Linked DNA regions of Mus musculus: region 1 is linked to region 2. A link is a contact called in public Hi-C data. All regions are on one chromosome and are shown on one strand. Each heading gives the region's core, a stretch centred on a gene start, on an enhancer-like site or on the middle of the called end of the contact. The rest is flanking DNA. Distances are from core to core; before and after follow the strand shown.

Region 1 (3,723 bases), core at 1,159-3,658, 290 kb after region 2:
ATCAGAAGACGTTCAAGGCCAGCCTTGGCTACATGAGACCATGTCTCAAATAAGCAAATAAATTCAAAAGAAATTCGATGATACAGGATGATGTAAAGTCATCCTCCCAGGCCCATGAAGGAGGAGCAGTCAAATCATCCGCAGACAGTGTCAGAAGCCCAGCAGAAACAAGAGGGTCCATCTCCCATGTTATTACTCCTGTATCTTCTCTCTCCCTCTCTCCACTCGGAGACCAGGTCTCCCTTGTACCTCCAGTTGGCCATGAATTCACTATGTACATAGCCCAGGCTTTCCCTTGATTTGCAGCAATCCAAGCCTGGGGCTTCCCGAATGTGGAGGTTACAGGCACAGCCACCACCAGTTCATACTGCTCACCTCTTGTTTGTATTTTGCTCATTCGGAGAAGACTGGCTGGAGGAAGCGGTGGAAAGCAATCACCCAGCTACTTCGTTACAGAAATGGCCCCAGTTGAGGCGACAAGACTCTCCATGCAAGGTGGTGTCCTGAGTTAGATCTTGGAACAGAAAAAAAAAGAGAGAGAGAGACCCCAACAGGAAGATGGAGGAGCCAGCTCAAGCCAGCCGTTCAGTTAACAGCGCTGCGCTAAGGCAGATGTCCTAGTTTGGATATGTGTCATTTATTATTCTGTGTGACCCTGATATCAACCGTTGTTGTACAGAAGAAGTTTCATGAGCTCTTCACAGATGACGAGATGGGGCAGTCGCACCTGAGATTCGCACAACCATGATGAGCAGGACCAGCAGGATTGTGTGAGGAGACACAGGATGAGAAGTCCCTCTGGGACACCTTGGGAGCCTGGGCAAATGTCTCCAGTTCTCTGACCACGCCTCTCATCTGTAAGGGATAGGAGTAGCCATTCGGACAGCACAGAGTGGCAAAGCCAGACTAGACTGAAGCTCTGCTGCTCCCAAATGGCCTAGTTGGGCCAGTGACGTCATCTCAGCCCATCCGATGCCAAGATAGGGCAGAGCTAGATGAGAAAAGGCTCCACACCATATGTTCTAGGATCTCAGTCACAGATCAAGGCAGTAAACTAGTTCTTAAAATTGCATGTTCTGCCCTCTCATGTCTACACAGCCTAGAGAGACAGAGTTTGAGTTGAGGGAAAAAATTTCGTTAAAAAAAAAATTGAGGTGGGTGGTGGTAGTGCACACCTTTGAATCCTAGCACCCAGGAAACAGAGGCAGGTGGATCTCTAAGTTCAAGGCCAGCGAGTGAGTTCTACGACAGCCAGGGCTACATAAAGAAACCCTGTCTCCAAAAACAAAAAACAAAAACAAAAATCCCCCAACAACCTCCCGTACCAACCCCCAGGAAAAAAAAACACACAAAAAATTGGCATGTATATGTGTATGGTTCTGTCTTTCTTTCTGTCTTCTTTTCTTTTCTGGTTCTTTGAGACAGTCTCTCTGTGTAGCCCTAGGTATCCTGGAATTGTCTATGTAGACCAGGCTGGCCCTGAACTCACTTTCCACCTACCCCAGCTTCCAGGTGCTAGATTTAAAGGTATATGCCACCATGCCCAGCTCCTGATCATGATCAACATTTTGGGGCGGGGGGGGGATGGGTGTGTGCACAATAGTGGAGCCAGTAATCTATGGAGCCAGAAGAGGGTGTTGATGCCCTGAGGCTGGAGTTACAGGCAGTTGAGAAATGTCTACTGTGGCTACCATGAACTACTGTGAGAATAGTAGGTGCTCTTAACTCCTGCGTGATGTTTCCAGCCTCTATTTTAAAATTTTAAAAATTTACTTATTTATCTTATGTGTGTGGTTGTCTTCTTGGCATGTATAAATGTGCATTACTTGTGTGCTTTGTACCCAAGAAAGCCAAAAAAAAAAAAAAAGTCAGATCTCTGGAACTGGAGTTATACATGGTTGTGAGCTGCTATGTGGGTGCTGGGAATTGAACCTGGGTCTTCTGGAAGAGCAGTCAGTGCTTTTTTTTTATTTTTTTATTTTTTTATTGATTCTTCTGGAATTTCCCATCATGCACCCTAATCCCGTTCCCAGTCCTTCCATATCTGTCCCCTCCCCCCAAGCCTTATGACCTCTCATACTCCAAAAAGATTTTAAAAACTAGAAAAAAAGAAAATAGACAAGTCCACTTTGTGTTATCTGTCTACTTGCTGGAGCATGGTCGAACTCTGTGGTCTGCCCCTTAAATAGAAGTGAGCCCTTCCCCTCCCACGAACCCCGCCGGAGGCTCTCAATGGCAGAAAGCTGTATGCTGTCAGCTTCCTTATCACTTTTTAAAGAGTTCTCTTCGATGGCTTCCTGTTTCGGCTGTTACTTTTGTTGTCACAGAAGCCTTTCAGGTCCCTCTTCCTCAACTGTACCCTTGCAGTCAGATGGCAGTACAAAAAATAACTTCCTCGATCTTTACAGTGAGGGAGAGCATAGGTCATGGGCTTCCACGTGGTTTCTGGTGATGAACAGCACAAACCACAAACGCAACAACACAGGCCTCGCCCCCAACATCCACATGGCCCTAGATGGAAGCACAGGCCACAGATCCTGGTGTAGTAGGACCTCAGACCCAGGCATGGCCTTCCATGAGGGCAGCATGAACCTTATGTCACCCTGGGCTCAGGTGGTAGCACAGGCAGCTCTCATTAGTATGGCCCCCCCACCCCATGGCATTACGGCCCATGGATTCAGGCTGTAGAAAGATCTTGGACATCGGCGTGCCCTTGGGTCATGGACATATCAGCACCACCAGCGCCACCGACAGTTGCAGGATACTTGATCACTCTGTGACCGCTGAGATTGTGTTATTTACTGACAAACAAACAAAAACCTGTTTCTAGTTGTGGTGTGGCTGACTCCTTAGCACACACATCTTTAATCCCAAACAGTGAAGGTTAAGTTAGTTTGTAGCACAAAGCACCCATATTTGAAAGCAATGTCTAATTGAGTGGCAGACAAAGTGACAGATCAGAGAAAGATCTGACAGAATAGGATACGCCCAATTCTCAGGAGAAGAGAGAGGAAAGGGATGCTACTTACAGGGCAGGGCGGAGCAAGGAGAGGAGACAGTTTTACCAGGACAGTTGTACAGAGACGGGATGCAGAGAGAGAACAATCTAGACACAGGTGAAGACAGAGCAAGCCAGAGAATGAGAAGGAGCAGAAGATTAGAATAGACTGACAGAATTAGTCTGAGGCTAGCAGAGAAAAAAAAATCAGAGGACAGACAGAGAGAAGCCAGATTGAGTCAGTCAGCTTGGTGAGGACTTTGAGACAGAACAGCTGAGTTGAACCAGCCAGCCAGACCTTAGAAAGGACAAGAAAGGGTGAGCTTATTCCGAAGTAAGTCTCAGAGGCGATAACAATGTAGGCCTAGATAAGATTGTACAGAGCTAAAGGTTTGCAGAAGTAGGCATAGGTTAACAGACTGAGGCAGTAAGTTTCCGAGAGGACACTTAGAGCAGAGAATAAGATCGTTTTACAAACTGACTCCCTCATGGCCCTCAGCAGCAATGTGAACCACGAGCTTCAACACTGCTTCAAGTCACTCATACCCACATCTACCCCCACCTCCCCAGGCAGCGAAGGCAGAGGACATCACCAAGGCTTCAGTCAGAGGCACAGATGACATAAGCCCACGTGGATCTCGGCCTGGAGCAGCAGCATGGGCCACAGACAACAACATGACCTCTGGTGGCATCAGAGACCACAGTGGTCCTTCGAGGATGACACT
Region 2 (3,495 bases), core at 971-3,470:
CCTCTCTCCAAGCTCACTTACAGGCCCTCCAAGCAGTACAACGAGAGGTCTGGAAGCCACTGGCCGCTGCTTATCAGGACCAGCTGGATCAGCCAGTGATACCACACCCCTTCCGTGTCGGTGACGCCGTGTGGGTACGCCGGCACCAGACTAAGAACTTAGAACCCCGCTGGAAAGGACCCTACACCGTCCTGCTGACCACCCCCACCGCTCTCAAAGTAGACGGCATCTCTGCGTGGATACACGCCGCTCACGTAAAGGCGGCGACAACTCCTCCAGCCGGAACAGCATGGAAGGTCCAGCGTTCTCAAAATCCCTTAAAGATAAGATTAACCCGTGGGGCCCCCTGATAGTTATGGGGATCTTAGTGAGGGCAGGAGCCTCGGTACAACGTGACAGCCCTCACCAGGTCTTCAATGTTACAAGGGTGGTTTGAGAGACTGTTTAACAGGTCCCCATGGTTCACGACCTTGATATCCACCATTATGGGCCCCTTGATAATACTTTTATTAATCCTACTCCTCGGACCCTGTATTCTCAACCGCTTGGTCCAGTTTGTAAAAGACAGAATTTCGGTGGTGCAGGCCCTGGTTCTGACCCAACAGTATCACCAACTCAAATCAATAGATCCAGAAGAAGTGAAATCACGTGAATAAAAGATTTTATTCAGTTTCCAGAAAGAGGGGGGAATGAAAGACCCCACCATAAGGCTTAGCAAGCTAGCTGCAGTAACGCCATTTTGCAAGGCATGAAAAAGTACCAGAGCTGAGCTCTCAAAAGTTACAAGGAAGTTCAGTTAAAGATTAACAGTTACAAATCAAGGCTGAATAATACTAGGACAAGGGCCAAACAGGATATCGGTGGTCAAGCGCCTGGGCCCCGGCTCAGGGCCAAGAACAGATGGTACCCAGATAAAGCGGAACCAGCAACAGTTTCTGAAAAAGTCCCACCTCAGTTTCAGGTTCCCCAAATGACCAGGAAATACCCCAAGCCTTGATTTGAACTAACCACTCAGCTCGCTTCTCGCTTCTGTACCCGCGCTTTTTGCTCCCCAGCCCCAGCCCTATAAAAAGGGTAAGAACTCCACACTCGGCGCGCCAGTCCTCCGACAGACTGAGTCGCCCGGGTACCCGTGTTCCCAATAAAGCCTCTTGCTGATTACATCCGAATCGTGGTCTCGCTGATCCTTGGGAGGGTCTCCTCAGATTGATTGACCACCCACCTCGGGGGTCTTTCAAACAGACTTAACATCCTTGTTCTCTTTTAAGTTTTGGAGACAGTGTCATGTAGCCCTGGGGTGGGAGGAATGAGAGATGGTAGAGCCTGAATGAATGGTAGGCAAGTGTTGAGTCCTCTTGGTTGTTTGTTTTATTAGAACACGGACTACAAAGTAACCTAGGTTAACCTCAAACTTAATTGTTTTTAAATTACATTGTAAAAAAAGATAATTGATTATGTGTGTGCATGGGCTCAAACACACCACAGTGCACCTATAGGAGGCTAGAGGACAGGTAACTTCTGGGACTTGGTGTTCTCCCAACGGGAGAGTTTTACAGAGACAGGTTCGAGAGAGAACAAACTAGACACAGGTGAAGAATGGGCCAGAGAACGAGAAGGAACAGAAGAGCAGAGCAGCCAAAGTTAGTTTGAGGCCAAGCAGAGCAGTTCAGGAGAAGCAGAGAGACAGAGAAGCCAGATTGAATCAGTTAGTGTGGAGAGGAGATCGAGCCAAAACAGCTGAGCTGAACCAGCCAGTCAGGGCTCGGAAAGAAAAAGAAAGGGTGAACTTATTCCGCAGTAAGTCTCAGAGGCTGAAAACAATCTAGGCTTAGATAAGATTACAGGAGGCTAGAAGCTTCCAGGGCAAAGCCAAGGTTAGCAGACGGAGGCAGTACACTTCTGAGACAACAATTCCCAATAGGAGAATAAAAGCTACTTTTACCTCCTACCATTCCTGTTTCATTATATTTTTTTAATTACAAGATGGCATGGTGACACACTCCTGTCATACAAGTACTTGGGAGATGGAAGCAGGAAATCAACTTATTCCTGACTACACAGCAAGTTCAAAGACAGACTGGTCTATATAAGACACTGTCCCAAAACCAAAAAATAATATACACACTTAAAAAACAGACTTATTTTATTCACATGAGTATTTTGTCTACATGTATGCATGTGCACAATACTGAAGTTACAAACTATTGTGAGCTACCTGAAGTGGGAGCTAGAAATTAAACTTGGCTCCTTTACAAGAGCAACAAGTGCTTTTAACTGATAAGCTATCACTCCAGCCCCATAAATAGTAATTTTTTGTTTGTTTTTATGAGAAAGAGTCTCACTATGTAGCTTTGGCTGTCCTAAACTCAGACCAGGCTGGCCTTGAATTCAGAGATCTATCTGCCTCTGCTTCCCAAGTGCTGGAACTAAAGGCATATACCACTATGTCTGGCCCCATAAATAGTAATTATTATCATTAGATCTTCTGCCCTCTAGGCCCCATTTAAATGCCTTGTAAAGTACTTATGGGTAATTGGTACATGTGTGCAAAAGCAAGTGGCAGAGACATTAGAGATACAAAAATAAAAAAATAGAGGTTATATGGAAGGAGCTCAGTAAAGGAGAGGGCACGGGGAAAGCCTTGTGGGACTACTAGAGCATGCATAATAGTACAAGTGGACTAGCTAGCAGATAGATGAAGATGGGAATAGTACAAACGGGCCTAGATTAACAATGGAAAAAGGGCCATTGACGAAAAACACTATGCCAGGGCTATGTCTGAATGGTAGGACACCTGGAGCATGTGTGAGGCCCAGGGTTCAACCTCAAGAACCACAGAACCAAGAACAAAGAACAGGTGTGTACACACACCATAGTAAGACAGAAAATTTGGTGATATTAAGAAATAAGCTTAGGGGCTGGTGAGATGGCTCAGTGGGTAAGAGCACTGACTGTTCTTCCAAAGGTCCTGAGTTTAAATCCCAGTAACCACATGGTGACTCACAACCACCCATAATGAGATCTGACGCCCTTTTCTGGTATGTCTGAAGACAGCTACAGTGTACTTATGTATAATAAATAAAATAAATCTAAAAAAAAAAAAAAGAAAGAAATAAGCTTGGGGCTGGAGAGATGGCTCAGCAGGTAAGAGCACTGACTGCTCTTCTGAAGGTCTTGAGTTCAAATCCCAGCAACCACATGGTGGCTCACAACCACCCATAATGAGATCTGACGCCCTCTTCTGGTGTGTCTGAAGTCAGCCAGTGTACTTACATATAATAAATAAATCTTTGGGCCTGAGCGAGCAGAGTTGATCGGAGCGAGCAAGCAGAGGTCCTAAAAATTCAGTTCCCAACAACCACATGAAGGCTCATAACTTTCTGTACAGCTACAGTGTACTCACATACATAAAATAAATAAATAAGTCTTAAAAAAGAAAGAAAAAAAAAGAAGCTTGGAAAGAAAGAGAGAAAGAAAGACAGACAGAAAGAAGTA

The links. A called contact is a pair of places that touch in the nucleus more often than the background predicts.
Region 1: a Hi-C map of the G1E-ER4 cell line shows a contact between it and region 2, with 3 times the contacts expected there. The contact joins two enhancer-like sites. A contact is called at or near these places in 4 of 39 promoter capture datasets (the 3T3-L1 cell line, HPC-7-derived erythroid cells, hematopoietic stem and progenitor cells and 1 more), 1 of 484 Hi-C or Micro-C datasets (the G1E-ER4 cell line) and 2 of 9 other capture datasets (adipose tissue and pancreatic islet).

Annotation. Positions count from the first base shown.
Region 1 is chr4:134,458,118-134,461,840 of GRCm38.p6, forward strand. No RefSeq gene overlaps it. Among named protein-coding and RNA genes, the nearest start is that of Stmn1, 8.3 kb to the right of the region's middle. Within about 2 kb of position 2,409, at least 70 of the 459 cell types and tissues checked have an H3K27ac peak or open chromatin away from gene starts, as enhancers often do. A contact at or near this core is called in the G1E-ER4 cell line and hematopoietic stem and progenitor cells, where this site is marked.
Region 2 is chr4:134,163,466-134,166,960 of GRCm38.p6, forward strand. All of the region lies in intron 3 of Cep85 (centrosomal protein 85), which reads right to left. Among named protein-coding and RNA genes, the nearest start is that of Cep85, 22 kb to the right of the region's middle. Within about 2 kb of position 2,221, at least 52 of the 459 cell types and tissues checked have an H3K27ac peak or open chromatin away from gene starts, as enhancers often do. A contact at or near this core is called in the G1E-ER4 cell line and hematopoietic stem and progenitor cells, where this site is marked.